2 separate regions of the Sus scrofa genome follow, and region 2 is linked to region 1. The links are chromatin contacts, called in public Hi-C maps. All regions are on one chromosome and are shown on one strand. Each heading gives the region's core, a stretch centred on a gene start, on an enhancer-like site or on the middle of the called end of the contact. The rest is flanking DNA. Distances are from core to core; before and after follow the strand shown.

Region 1 (2,966 bases), core at 226-2,725:
GTTAGCAAGTACTTTCAAAAATGTTTCAGGAATTCCCATCGTGGCTCAGCAGAAATGAATCTGACTAGCATCCACAAGGAGGCAGGTTCGATCCCTGGCCTTGCTCGGTGGGTTAAGGATCCGGCATTGCTGTGAGCTGTGGTGTAGGTCACAGACACGGCTCGGATCCCGTGTTGCCGTGGTGTAGGCCAGCAGCTGCAGCTCCAATTGGACCCTTAGCCTGGGAACCTTCCTATGCCACAGATGAGGCCCTAAAATGACAAAAAAAATATGTTTCACATATGCACCTGATTCCTAGGAGGTACTCGAAAAATAGTTATTGAATAAATCGATGAAATATAACATTTTCAACTGATCTAATTTTTTCTTATTCCCAATAATTAGGTTTCTTTATATATGTATATATATTTATATGTTTTACATATATAAACATACATATAATATTCATTATTATATGTTTGTATAGATATTTATGTTTTTTATATATTTATATATTTGTATATATTTGTTTTTTTATTATGGAAAATATACATAATTTACCATTTTAGCCACTTTAAAGTAGCATGAAATACATTCATGATGTTGCACAACCATCATGATTATCCAGTTCCAGAACTTTTTCACTATCCCAAATGGAAACCCCTTACTACCAATTTATTTTTAAAATGACAGACTTGTTTTGCATGCCAAGATTTTTGAAAGATAATTGGTATATAAGATCTATTAAATGGTGTGACAATATTCCTATTAGAAAAGTATAAAGGATAGTTCATGTTGTGGTGCAACGGAAACAAATCCCACTAGGAACCATGAGGTTGTGGGTTCAATCTCTGGCCTCGCTCAGTGGGCTAAGAATCCGGCATTGCCGTGAGCTGTGGTGTAGGTCACAGATGAGCTCGGATCCCATGTTGCTGTGGCTGTGGTGTAGGCCGGCAGCTACAGCTCCGATTCGACCCCTAGCCTGGGAACCTCCATATGCCATGGGTATGGCCCTAAAAAGCAAAAAAAAAAAAAAAAAAAGTAAAGGATAAAAAAAACCTTCAGTATGAGTCTGTCTAGAGGAAACAGTGAAATACACAAAGTTACGTAGAATTCACATAAAGTGTAGTGGACATTTAAGGAAATAACTTCCTTGATGAGCAAATCGGCCAGGAAGTTGATCAATTCTTCACTTCAGCTTGACTCTATAGAGACTAGTTGCCCAGAAAGCACATCCTTCTTCCTCCTCCAATGAGGAAATAGCCAGTTTTGATTCCCGAACTTTGCCAATGAAGCCCGAATAAATTCTTGAAGAGTTTAGGGCAGGCATAATTTCACAGTGGCAGTTGGCCCTCTCATGGCAGGTGGGAGGTCCGCCCTGGGTCTGCCATTTGTTAGCTGCGTGGAAGCAGAGCCTGCCGACCTGGCCTCTCTTATCTGTAAAACAGTGGGAATGGACTTTGAGCCCTAAAGCCCCTTGTGACACTAGGCTCTGCCCGAAAACCTCCAAAGCTTTTCACAGAAACACTCTCTCAATCTGAGGACAACAAATAGCTAAACACACAGTATTTACCCTTCTGATAAAATGGCCAGTGTGGAATTTGACCCTTTTGACAAATCCAACCGATATGAGAGCCAACATTCTGTGCAGGTAAAGCAGGTTTAGCACTTGGGGAAGCAATAAGCCAGATTCACTGACTAACATCCCTTTTAATGGGTATTTTAATGACACGGAGAAGCTAGTTCTGACCTTTTATCTATAGCACAGTTCTCCCCATGGTGCTGGCAGACTGGCACTGATCCATCCTCACCTGGTCTCCTTGGTAACCAAGGGCCTAGATCTGTGAGATGCTTGCAGGACATCTGGCCAGGATTAAGGTGTAGACACTCATTAGAGATCAAGTCCACAGCCCTGGCCTTTGAAGACCCTCTGCTAATGAAAGAATCAGCAGCCACGGACTGGGACATGGCGTGTGCTGCACTGTTGGCCGTCAGAGTGGCACAGTGGCTGAGAACATAGGCTCTGGAACCAGACTGCCTGGGATTAAATACCAAGCTGTCTCTCGCTAATGATGGAACCTTGGGCAAGTTTTAAGGTGCTTCTCTGGGCCTCGATCTCTTCACTTAGTAAAATGGGTTTACTAAAAGTACCTTCCTCAGGAGTTCCCGTCGTGGCTCAGTGGTTAACAAATCCGACTAGCAACCATGAGGTTGCGGGTTCGATCCCTGGCCTTGTTCAGTGGGTTAAGGATCCGGCGTTGCTGTGAGCTGTGGTGTAGCTTGCAGATGGCTCAGATCCCACGTTGCTGTGGCTCTGGTGTAGGCTGGCAGCTACAGCTCTGATTAGACCCCTAGCCTGGAAACCTCCATATGCCGCAGGAACGGCCCAAGAAATTGAAAAAAAAAAAAAAAAAAAAAAAAAAAAAACAACCTTCCTCTTGCAGTGGTGTCAGGATTAAATGTATTTAAGTGCTGAAAGTACCTAGAGCTATGTACAGCCAGGGTTCAAGGTGAATTAACCAGCAGTAGTAACAATGGGATGATTATGTAACACCAATAAGAAAAAGTGCATTGTTTTAGGGAGATCTGTAGCAAAGGTGGGACTAGAAAAACAGGCTGGAAAAGTTTCTGCTCTGATCCTTAACAAGTGTTCAAGGTTACACTAGCAGGGCAGGGATTTGAACAACATGAAAAGATTGCAAAAGTTGAGATCGATGACCTTGAGATCGCATCAGATGCGAGTCGGGATCCTAGCTCTGCAGATTACTAGCTGTGCAAACTCCAGCAACTCAATCCGTCTGAGCCTTACTTTTCTTAAACGTGCAGTGGGGAAAGCAGCAAAGGGCTGTGTGGGTGATTAAATGGATGACGTCTGAAAAGTGCTCAGTACACTGCCTGGAATATAGCAAGTGTTCAATAAATGTAATGACTGTTATTAGGAGGCCCTATCCTGTTCCATCTGGCCCAGTATTCTCCCATTTCCCTAA
Region 2 (2,966 bases), core at 286-2,785, 110 kb before region 1:
CTCACACGGCTAAGCTCAGCTTATCCATCGTGATACCCTGGTTGAAAACTGGTCTCTGTGTACAGCAGCTGGCTGGAGGGGTGGGTGACGGGCAAGCTTCCTGTCTGCAGTACTGGTAAAAGAGACTCCTAAGCCCCAGCATTGCCTTCTTGGAGCAAAGAGAAGGGTATTGGCAGATCCATCCGCGTCTCATAAACCCAGCGCCAACACGAACATCTTTCAGAAAATACAATTGGGGAGTTCCCGTCGTGGCACAGTGGATGAATTTGATTAGGAACCATGAGGTTGCAGGTTTGATCCCTGGCCTCACTCAGTGGGTGAAGGTCCAGCATCGCCCTGAGCTGTGGTATAGGTCACAGACGCAGCTTGAATCCTGTGTTGCTGTGGCTGTGGTGTAGGCTGGCAGCTAGTAGCTCTGATTAGACCCCTAGCCTGGGAACCTCCATATACCGCAGGTGCAGCCCTAAAAAGAAGAAGAAGAAGAAGAAGAAGGGGGGAAAAAAGAAAATAGAATTGGTCTGAGAGTTTTGCTATCACGACTGATGCAACCGGACCCCCAAGCTCCTTGGCCATTCTGGGCTCGTGCTTGGACCTCTTTGCCCTGGGAGTTAGTTTTGTTTGTTTGTTATTGGAATACTCTGAAAACATCATTGCCAAGGGTCTGCAAATTGTGGGTGCTAATGGCAGAAGGTATTCCCCATATGCCTGACCTCCTGACCCCCACAAATCTCCTCAGCTCCTCAGACACCAGTCTTCCTGTGTAGGGTGTGTCTGTCCCTTTTCTGGACGCTGAGTAAAGGGGACTCATGTGGACTTTACAACCATGGGAAATAAGATTTGTTTGCCTTTAAAAGTAAAAGAAGGTAAATCAGAGACCCAAAACCTAAAATATTGCATTCACATGTCTGAAGTATACACACAATAGCCTTAATTACAGCATCAAATTGCAGGCATGGTTTATGTAACCATCCATGCTGGAAAATCTGGACTGTAAACCTTACTGTTCCCACTCGCCTGACTCATCCGTCAGTCCATCTGCACACATCATGGGCTGATTAGGTATTTTACGGGTGCAACCTGGGAAAGGCACGCCAAGATCCCCACGTTTCAAAATGTTTAAAATCCTCTGCCTTCTCTCAGAGGGAATGAAAGCCAGGCCAGGAGTAGGCGGATGAGTTCACCAGGGCCCCTGCCGACAGATCTTCCAGACAAAGGCATTCGGGCGACTGGGGTGCTTCAAAAGACCTCTTGGAGAGGTGGTGTGTCTTGAGACACCCTCCCTCCCCTGAATCTTCCTGGATACCACTCAGCTGGGTTTGCTAGGGAGCCAGGTGCCAGAACAGCACTTCCAATTCTAGATAAGGGGCGTCGCTTAAGACCCCCTCCCCCGCTCCCCTTTGCATCCAGCCCCAAATGTATGTGTATTCTTCAATCCTGTGAGTTTGCCTGTTTTCCACGTTTCCCTGGCTCTGAGGCTCGAGTACTTCGCCCAAGAGCACATGGCCACTAGGGGGCGTCAGATCAACCCTGATGCTCTTCCTCCCACCCCAGGCTCCTTGATTTAATTCTTGCGCACACGTCTTCTGCCGGGTTCCTGGACCCGAGCCTCCACCTATTTCCACCCCCCCGCCTGGCTCTCAGGCAGCCTCTGCTGATGGAGGGTAAGGAGCCCCGGGGGGCTCCCCTCCCCCTGGTGCGCACTTAGCGGTGGTGCCCGCAGCGACTGCAGATGTTGATCTTCCCTGCGTTTTCTGCTGCTTCCGTGCTTGGTGGCGGGACTAACGGGTGTCTCGAGCTTCCTTGAAGCAGAGCCCCCCCTCTGTCTGTTTGGGTTCTTTTCCTGACGTTTCCTTGCCTTCTGCAAACTGTCGGAAGGCGATGCCCCCTGCCTGTAGCAGCTCCCTCAGCCCTCAGGAATCTGATTTACGATCTGGCGAGGCCGTAAACCTCTGCTCTTCACTTCTGAAAAGGACTGCAAAGTATGGGAAAGAATGTAAATTATAAATACTGAATTCCTACGGTCAGCAATCATGTAATGGCCTGCGTTGTTGTGTTTTGCGTTCTTTTTTTTAAATATGGTATCCATATGGCTTTAATTTCTAAGGGTCTGGGTTCCCCCACTGCCACCACCATATTTTTAGGGAGAACAGATAACAGTGAAATGTCCCACTGAGATCAGGTATTTTTCTTTCTTTCTTTTTTTTTTTTTTTTTTTTTTTTTGCTTTTTCTAGGGCCGCTTCCCGCGGCATATGGAGGTTCCCAGGCTAGGGGTCCAATTGGAGCTGTAGTTACCTCCTGACGCCAGAGCCACAGCAACACCAGACCCGAGCCACGTCTGTGACCTACACCACAGCTCACGGCAACGCCGAATCCTTAACCCACTGAGAGGCCAGGGACCGAACCCTCAACCTCATGGTTCCAAGTCGGATTCGTTAACCACTGCACCACGACGGGAACTCCTAGGTATTTTTCTAAAATGAGAAATAACATTTTCTGATGACTCACTGGCCAAAGACTGAAATGCCACACTCTTCACAAAGAGGGATGGGACTGGAGGTGACCGTTCTCTGCCTGCTGATCTGGTGGCCCAGCTCTAGACCAGCCCCTGGTGTGGTCAGCCTTACCCCCCTCCTCCCCCGCCCCAAACCCCGTTTTGACTTTCTCAGAGGTGGTTTTCCGGTAAGATTTTTTGAAATTCTCTTCCTGTCCCTCTTACGAGTCAAAGTCTGCTCACTCGGTGGGAACAGACTTCTCAGCGCGGCTGCAAGCGGTGAAGACAGCCGCAAAGTCATCCTCAAGACACAATGACCGCTGGGTTTGAATGTTCATTCCAGCTGCGGGTCGGCTCCCGGCTTAGATTTCACATGCGGGGCGGAAGGAGCTCCACGCTCTGCCGAGGCAGGAAGGGGCCGCTGGTCACCGCGTGAATTCCTGCCGCCCTTCCCGGACCACAGAATCCAGTTCC

The links. Hi-C and Micro-C count contacts between places; a contact is called where the count stands out from the background.
Region 2: a Hi-C map of liver shows a contact between it and region 1, with 9 times the contacts expected there. The contact joins two enhancer-like sites. A contact is called at or near these places in 2 of 47 Hi-C or Micro-C datasets (liver and skeletal muscle) and 1 of 2 datasets of contacts at active chromatin or transcription factors (alveolar macrophages).

What each region holds. Positions count from the first base shown.
Region 1 is chr4:40,181,305-40,184,270 of Sscrofa11.1, reverse strand. No RefSeq gene overlaps it. Among named protein-coding and RNA genes, the nearest start is that of SDC2, 53 kb to the right of the region's middle. Within about 2 kb of position 1,475, at least 4 of the 83 cell types and tissues checked have an H3K27ac peak or open chromatin away from gene starts, as enhancers often do. A contact at or near this core is called in alveolar macrophages and liver, where this site is marked.
Region 2 is chr4:40,291,335-40,294,300 of Sscrofa11.1, reverse strand. No RefSeq gene overlaps it. Among named protein-coding and RNA genes, the nearest start is that of PTDSS1, 83 kb to the left of the region's middle. Within about 2 kb of position 1,535, at least 22 of the 83 cell types and tissues checked have an H3K27ac peak or open chromatin away from gene starts, as enhancers often do. A contact at or near this core is called in alveolar macrophages and liver, where this site is marked.